2 separate regions of the Siniperca chuatsi genome follow, and region 1 is linked to region 2. A link is a contact called in public Hi-C data. All regions are on one chromosome and are shown on one strand. The core of a region is the stretch at or near the end of the contact, and the rest is flanking DNA. Distances in the headings are between cores, read along the strand shown. Region 1 has its middle 3.6 kb from the start of ppp1r3cb. Region 2 overlaps hectd2 (probable E3 ubiquitin-protein ligase HECTD2).

What was found. Hi-C and Micro-C count contacts between places; a contact is called where the count stands out from the background.
Region 1: a contact with region 2 is called in a Hi-C map of liver, with 4 times the contacts expected there. The contact joins two enhancer-like sites. A contact is called at or near these places in 3 of 3 Hi-C or Micro-C datasets (liver, skeletal muscle and an unstated tissue).

The regions. Positions count from the first base shown.
Region 1 is chrLG11:27,622,896-27,627,290 of ASM2008510v1, reverse strand. No RefSeq gene overlaps it. Among protein-coding and RNA genes, the nearest start is that of ppp1r3cb, 3.6 kb to the right of the region's middle. Within about 2 kb of position 3,085, the one cell type or tissue checked has an H3K27ac peak away from gene starts, as active enhancers do. A contact at or near this core is called in liver, where this site is marked.
Region 2 is chrLG11:27,564,729-27,569,118 of ASM2008510v1, reverse strand. It overlaps hectd2 (probable E3 ubiquitin-protein ligase HECTD2), which reads right to left. Exons shown (of 22, transcript XM_044214147.1): 15 at 2,895-2,959; 16 at 2,481-2,574; 17 at 610-684. Among protein-coding and RNA genes, the nearest start is that of hectd2, 34 kb to the right of the region's middle. Within about 2 kb of position 1,613, the one cell type or tissue checked has an H3K27ac peak away from gene starts, as active enhancers do. A contact at or near this core is called in liver, where this site is marked.

The DNA.
Region 1 (4,395 bases), core at 1,836-4,335, 57 kb before region 2:
TGAATTAATGATTATACTTGTTGCTTTTGTCTAAATCTTGCAATACCAATGAAAACTGTCTATTTACACATTGAATGGTTTTAAAATTGAACATGTGCAGGATTTCTGGTTTCTTTCCAAATCTTCTACCCATTTTGTCTCTCTCTGCTGTCATTGCAGTCTATGCCACTTCGCCCCTCCCCCTATCCTCCACCGCCAGTGTCAAGGCCCTGTTTACCGTTATCTGTGGGGAGCTCCAATTGGCTGCTTATTTTTATCGACAGGCTCAACACCAAGGTCTTATCAAACAGTGTCTTTCCTGATTGAAATATATAATTACTCTATTCATACAGTATAAAGTTGTCAGCTGCTTTCTTTCTCTCTTTGCAGACCGAAAAGCATTTTGAATTTGAATTTTTTGACCATATCAATGACTTTTACTTTGACTACCATTGACTGGATCTTGATTACTCTCATTGTAACGACCTGAATAAATGAAGATAAAATGAAATAACACATGGAAGGAATCATGACTATTTTTATTCTGGCTATGATACAGGTATGCCTGATATTGCACTCTGCTCTGCTGGATCTAAGTGCTTGTGGGAAATAAAGTCATACATAACCTCAGAGCTGTCAACATCTTTAGAGAAATCAGAGTCACGTGACAGCTGTCAGCCAATCACGATGCCTGATAGCCTCTCCTGATCACCTTTTGTCTGCAGACAGAGTTGTTACTACGTGAATGGTAACCATGCCAGCTGGCAGCCCGCAAATCACACAGGAACCAACGGTGTCAGAAAGTCTCTCTCTCTGTCCATTTCTCTCTCTCTCTTAGTTACCAAAAGTGTCACAACCTTCCTGTCATCTTAGGTTCTGTCAGGTTTCTGTTGTAACGCTGACATTTCCAAATTGAATGAAAAGCAGACAATGTACTGTAATGGTAGCACAGGAATGATCTTTTCTGCAGTGGATTCCCAAGAACAAAAATTTTAAATATGAAACCCAGGTCACACAAAGTGGAGCATAAAGCTGCTTAGATAAAGTGAACAGTAGCAATACCACAATATAAATATACACCATTACAAAAATAATAGAACATTAAATTTAACTCTCTCCCCCACCTCTCCCTCCCCTCATGTGTCATGTCCTGCTCTGCTTCTTAGTTTTGGTTTTTATGGTTCATGTTTTTCTATCGCTGTTTCCTGTTTTATTTTGTAGTGTTCTGCCTCATATGTGTCTTGTTTGCTTTTCCCACCAGTTTTGATTGTTTGCCCTGCCCTGATTAGTTTCACCTGTCTAGTTATTTTCCCTCACCTGAGGGTATTTAAGTCTGTGTGCTTCCTTTGTTTTTTTGTCAGATGTCTTCGTCAGTTGTTGTCAAGTGTCCTAGCCAGTTCCCCAATGTTTCTTGTGTTTTTGGATTTTTCTGTGTTTCCTGGACTTTTGCATATTTCATGGACTTTTGATTTTGGACTTTGCCTGCTCCCCGTCAGATTTGTTTGCCTGTGTTGGACTGCATTCCTGGTTTTGACTTCTGCCTGCCTCGCCACTCAGTAAGCCTTTGTTCCCCAATCTCATTGAACTATACCAGCTCTGCCTCTATGCCTGCGTTTAGGTCCAACCCCTTGTATTCCCTGTGTTCCCTGCTTGAAACATGACACTAAGTTAATATCCACCCCTGATTATCGTTGTGAGTATGTGCACCACTGCCTGTAAAGTGTCTCACCTTTTTCATGATCAAAAATAGTTGTTGTTCAACATGTTGTATTTTGATGCTTCAATGATGTAACAGTGTAAATAGTTATGTAAATGTTGATCTTATTGCTAATCTTTCCTTTTTAGGGTTTATCGCCCCTGTTTTATGTTTGTTAGGTCAGAATTTTTGGTTTAGCAATATGTGCACAAGCAGCACAGATGTGCCAGTAAAGGTCATTGAATTTGAATTGCATGTCTCTATATTCTGACATTTTATAGACTAAACACTTGATCACTTAATTGCGAAGATAATAAATCTAAACAATTAACTGAAAATGAAAATAACTGTAGTCAGAGCCCAGTCGATGGCTGAATGTATGTACTGTATGTATGTATGTATGTATGTACAGCAGCTTTTGTTTGTTGGTTTTAGATAATTCCCTTTTGCATTTCTTGAGCAACACTGTTTCTGATAAACACCATGACCACAAAACTGCAACTAACTGTGAGGTAACATCCTCTGAGTGAGTGGAATATAACTGCTGTCACTCTAGAGCTCCTCTCCTGTATTGTAATTTCCCCCACTTTTCATAATTCATTTGATTTACCCGTTGTTTCATAAGGTCATCCCAACTTGCACAGCGTTGCCTCAGTATGATTTTAGCTTGTTTAACCTTTTTGTTTTCTAGGTTTACTTTGAAATCCCAGACTTCTAATTACGACATGAACACTGCATGATAGTTAGAGCTCAGTTAGAACCCAATTATGGAAATCTCTCATACACATCACCGCCAAAATCAACAGCTGATCCTTGCAGAGAGTTGACATGTCCACCGAATTTAAACCAAAAGCAGAAAATGTATTTCTTCACATATCTTACAAACAAAAATATGGATAAAAACAAACTTCTTTACTAGAGGTAAAAAATAAAAGGCACACATGAACAATACACAGGCAACAATCAAATTACATGTGAAACTGTGTCTAAAGTTTGATATGACATTTTGTATGTTCCTAATGGAAATTCTAAAGTAAGGTCTCTTTATAAACCGTAATATTTACTTGATTTGTCTTCGTATATAAACCTTTTATCAGTGTTTGGAAATGTTTTATTTTTTACTTTTATAGTATTATTCATCACTGCTGAGTTTATTTGGTTGTAAATGTTCCTATGTGAAGAAATATTTTTTCTGATGCAATCCTGAGGCCATGTTGAAATTGATCTTGGTAACCCTTTGAAAGCCAGCCAGACAAGGCTGTGATAAATACTGTCTGTTGTCTTTATGAGCATGTGAAAGTGGCGTGTTTGGTACTTTGAGAGTCTAAAGTCTCCCTGCAGATGATTCCGAGCTACACAGAGGCATCGCTGAGGGGGAAAACCCTCCAGCAATGTGAGCAACAAGAGGAATCTTGCCCTCTGACATAGAGGTCTGCAAAGGACAGAAAGCAGCCTGTACCTGACAATAATTAAAAGAAAACCCCAATCCAAGACCCTGAAATCAATTACAGATCAGATTTTTCAAAGGACTGATTGGGTGAATCAGGGATTTTTCCTCCAGCTAAGAAGGGGCTGCAGATACAGGTGAATGAGATGGGACTGAATATACAGTGGTGTAAAAAAGTGTTTGCCCCCTTCCTGATTTCTTATTTTTTTGCATGTTTGTCACACTTAAATGTTTCAGATCATGAAACAAATTTAAATATTAGTCAGAAATAACACAAGTAAAGACAAAATGCAGTTTTTAAATGAAGGTTATTATTGTGAAAACCTGAAAACTGGTTGGGCCACCCTTAGCAGCAACAACTGCAATCAAGCGTTTGCGATAACTTGCAGTGAGTCTTTTATAGCGCTGTGGAGGAGTTTTGGTCCACTCATCTTTGCAGAATTGTTGTAATTCAGCCACATTGGAGGGTTTTCGAGCATGAACTGCCTTTTTAAGGTCATGCCACAGCATCTCAATAGGATTCAGGTCAGGACGTTGACTAGGCCACTCCAAAGTCTTCATTTTGTTCTTCAGCCATTCAGAGGTGGACTTGCTGGTGTGTTTTGGATCATTGTCCTGCTGCAGAACCCAAGTTCGCTTCAGCTTGAGGTCATGAACAGATGGCCGGACATTCTCCTTCAGGAGTTTTTGGTAGACACCAAGTCTTCCAGGTACTGAAGCAGCAAAATAGCCCCAGACCATCACACTACCAACACCATATTTTACTGTTGGTATGATGTTCTTTTTCTGAAACGTGGTGTTACTTTTACGCCAGATGTAATGAAACACACACCTTCCGAAAAGTTCAACTTTTGTCTCTTCAGTCCACAGAGTATTTTCCCAAAAGTCTTGGGGATCATCAAGATGTTTTCTGGCAAAAATGAGATGAGCCTTGATGTTCTTTTTGCTCAGCAGTGGTTTTCGTCTCAATCACTGTTCCACACAGGGCCATGTAGGTTTGGATTTTGTTTTCCCTTAATTACAACCTTCATTTAACAACTGCATTTTGTGTTTACTTGTGTTATCTTTGACTAATATTTAAATTTGTTTGATGATCTGAAACATTTAAGTGTGACAAACATGCAAAAAAATAAGAAATCAGGAAGGGGGCAAACACTTTTGCACACCACTGTGAACAATTTTTATTATACTTGTTAGTGAGAGCACAGAGCTCTGAGGACAACAGTCGGTCCCCCAGTTCAGACCACTTTGTTCTAGTTTTGGTTTGGAGCAG
Region 2 (4,390 bases), core at 364-2,863:
TGATTTAAATTAGAAACTATCTGATCAAAGAATAAAGATTATCAATCAAAGATTATTCATCTGACTAGACATTCGATGCCAACTTTAAGTACTTGGGTGCTACAGAAACACTGAATTTTGACACCCTGCCCACAACATGGTTATTTATTCATATCAATTATTTTGTAAGAATATGTATAATATTTTGAACCAAACTGTTCATGTTTACCGAAACCCTACATTTTGATGGTTAAATAAATTACTAATCTGCTGTATGACATCTGGTCTTGATTAAAATCCCACAGCAGTGACGGCAGTCACAGCTGTCTGTTAACACCGTCAGACCTGCCGTGAGACACTTTAATCATGACCTGTGTGTGTGCCCTGACTTTTAACAGAGTCCCTTGAAGAGTTTCATATGTACTCAGATCTTTAACAGTGATAATAAAACAAAAATAAAAACCTGGCAAATAATCATTTGTAGTTAAGTTAAACTTATCTAGCTTATCAAGCGTACTGGTAATGCTAAACCGAATCCTTGATGAGACGACGACAAAGTCGAATAAAAAGGGACTATTCTATTCCTTCTTAGCTTTCTTCGTGTAAGTGACATTTGTTCTGGCCATTTACCTGGAAGGTGAGGTAGAAATCTTCCTCTACGTTTCCCTCGTAGCTTAGCAGTTCTCCCAAACCATGAGCCAGCTCCTGCAGACAGACACAAGACTTCAGGATCAGGAAAAATCTTATGGAACAGCAAAATACAGTGCTGGGAAGAGGTTACTGCTTCAATCCCAAATGAATTGAGAGAATTAAAATCAGACAAGTGATTCCTCTTAAAAAGACAGGAGCATGTCATATTTTCAGCCTACAGTCTTTGTTTATAAGAAAGATATCTAATGATGAAATCGATCAAGATTCTCAATTTCCACTTTTGGACAATTTTAATTTTTGCAAGCCAAAGCTTGCCAGTTGTGTCACTATTTCAAATTAGTAAATATCAGAACACACTTAAGCAAGGCACCAAAGCTCCACGTGTTGTACAGATTCATGTGTTTTCTGAATGAAGTTTGAATATTTTGCTTGTCTGGGGTCACCAGAGTTATGGCGCTGATGCCAACTGCAGGCCTTATATCTGATATCTGCTGTTATGTAACCACAGGGCCCGTTTTAGCATCCTAGTGTGTGTGTGTGTGTTTGTGTGTGCGCGTGTGTGCTTGCATCTTAGTGAGAACCAGAGTTTTCGACCTTCACAGTGAGGAAGGTTTTGGATGTGGTGAAGCTTGTAGATCAGGTTACTCTGAGCGACAGTCAAGAGACAGTTCAGGATCTCTCTCTCAAAGCTGCTGCACAATACGAATTGTTACATCTGTCACACAGTGTGTCTCTGTTGCAAAGTGAGGACAAAAAGTGAGAACACTATTTTCACTAAGTTGCAGACTAAAACTATCGGTCCCTGCAGCAGGTGCGCAGTGTTCAATGCCTTGCTCAACCGCACCTCAGTTGTCTGTATGAAAAGAAAATGTAGTTACTCAAATCTCTCTGCATATTGCAGCTTCGTCTTGTCAGAGAAGGACGTGAGCGGAAGTGGTTGAATAACCTTCACATCTGGAAACACTCAACAACTGAAACTAAACTTTTTGTTACATCAACAAAGTGTTACATGTGGATTTTACCAAAACAAATACTCTGTGGAGAAAAATCTAGACAACTATTATTAAGACAACAGAAGTATTTAGATTTGGAGCTAATTTGTTCACAGAGAAGACAGTAAAGTAAAAAAAACAAAAACATGAGTGTGCATGGCTGAAGGTGATAACACTAACTGAAGATAAAATAAAATCATGTACTTTGCATATTATCTCAAAAACTCTCAAAATAAAAGAATGCATTTATGAATGTATGATAAATTTAGAATGTATGATAAATATATTTAAAGTACGGTAAAAGCTGGAGCAGAAGACAAAATGCATGTGAGGGTTTTGAATCTAGAATCTTAGACTTAATTTCAATCTTGTAGCAACACGTGAAGTTAAATTTAGACGCTACAAAGACGATGGTTAGAGGGATTGGGGGGGTGAAAGTGAAGAGAAATCAAAAGTGTAACTCTGGCACCCTCTGGTGACACAACAGAGAAATGCAGGTGTGAGCATGCCAGAGGTAGAGCTAAAAATATTGAGTTTTTCAGTTTAACTTTACAGTATTTAACACAACTCAGACTGAATATATTGCTTTTTGTAGAGCTATACATACAGAGTGAGTGTATATGTGCAGGTAAATATGCTGTGAGTGATTTTGTGAGTTGAGTTGTCTTGTTGAAGTTTCTACTGCCCCAATAAAATATGGATCAACGAGCAAAACATAAATATCTCATTAAAGGACTGACACAAATTTAGTGAATGCTGATTCATGGCAAATTTATCTCATCATACTGTCACAAAAGATTTTTATACACAGTCTGGGATTTCAACCAGTGACATACAGTATCAGGCTGAGACACATACCGGCATGATCTGCTGCAGGTCTTCCAGGGTGGTGGTTGCCATGCCGACAAGGGCATTCTGGTCACATGGTACAGTAGGTGGAGTGAGGAGCTTCCTGTAAGGGCGGACACACATTGAGGAAAAAATTCAACTAAATTACAAGCCACATTACATTTCTCCAAAACATTCCTCTTGGGGTTGGAGCAGCACCTCAGAACAACAGGTATCTACTGCTGCTACCCGTGCAGAGGCCTACATGGACGCACTCTTAGTGTCATCATGTGGTGATTAGAGGTGACTCAGCTTTTACAGCCACAGAGAAGTGCTGTGGTGCGGACAACGTATTAACAGCAGCATTTGCGACATTTTGGTTGCAAAATGCAGCAGTCCTTAGAGAAAGTACTGTCGTGGTAGGACGGGTGGAAACACACCTACCTGTAACAGTAGAGTGGGAAGTGGATGTCCAGAGCGATGCTGTTGTAAACTGCTAAGCCCATCAGCTGATGACACAGTAGGTTAAGGAGGAAGTAACTATTGACAGAGCAAATACACACACACCAAAACATATACTGTAGCATATAATTTTGCACTACTTGTCTTAGATTCTCTTTTTCTCATTTACTTGTGTGATTTACTTTTGTACATGTTTGTATTTCATTGCCAACGACTGCTTCACTGTAATTGTTCTGCAAATGACAAATAAAGAACTTAAAGCTGATGTGCCCACACATAAAATATGTATTTCCACCATCAACTTACCAGGGTGACAATGGTTTGTGTTCTTCACTTATTTGTACATATGTTTTAGTTTCTATATACAGTGAATGACCACAGGTAAACATGACAAAATCATTACCACATTCTCAGACATAAGTATAATTATCATAAATTACAAATAAAACAATCACCAGCAGTCTCTAGTGGCCTGTAGCAGCCCCATAAACTAACCTACATCTCATGAGCTCAGGTTTCATTAAGAGAATGAAAGCTGGTGGACACAGAAGCTAACACAGGTTCTTTATAAAAACATGAAGCTGAAAATCCAACACAGATGAACAACTGAAATGGATAACATCGATCATATCAGACAGGAAACAGCTAGAGGGAAGACGCGTCTCTTCTACTGGTGTTCAGTCTGAAACTCTGACCTCATGGTCAGTTTGACAGACTGCTGGGCCACGACACATGGCTGTGTCTGTGTACTCGTACTTGCTACATAGTGAGGACTGAAACATGATTTTTACCTACAGAGTGAAGATTTTTGGAAAGTGATGACATTTTGGCCGGCCCTCACAATTTCAAAGGGCTGTCTGAAGGTTACGACTTGGTTTTAGGGTTAGGTTAGAATTAGGTTAGGCATTTAGTTGTGACGGTTAAGGTTAGGGTAAGGGGCTAGTATATGAACTCACCATCGCTCGGCCATACATGCACACATACACACACACGCACACACACACACACACACTGAAGTTACAAAATGAAGTCATTTAGTCTACATTAAACTGCCATAAAAGAGAAAAAACTAGCACACACACACACACACACGCGCGCGCACCAAGTGTTCACAGCTGCCACATGTGGAGACCATATGTGGTGTAATTGTATGTGTAGGTTGACTGTGTGTGTCTGTGAACTGAACACTACTGATTACAGGTAGGTGACACACACACACACACACACACACACACAGACACCGGCATGAAAATAAACAAACTATATATTACCACAACCATTAAGGTCATTAAGAAGTCAAACACACACACACACACACACACACACACAAAAATATCAAAGAGTGCAACAGAAAAGCATTTAGAGGCCCTCGTTCATTTATCTTCACTTTATGGGACAGGCATGAATAAAGCTCTCTCTCCCTCTCTCTATTCATGCCTGCTCTGTTTCACATTATCTCTCTCTGTCTATTTTACCCA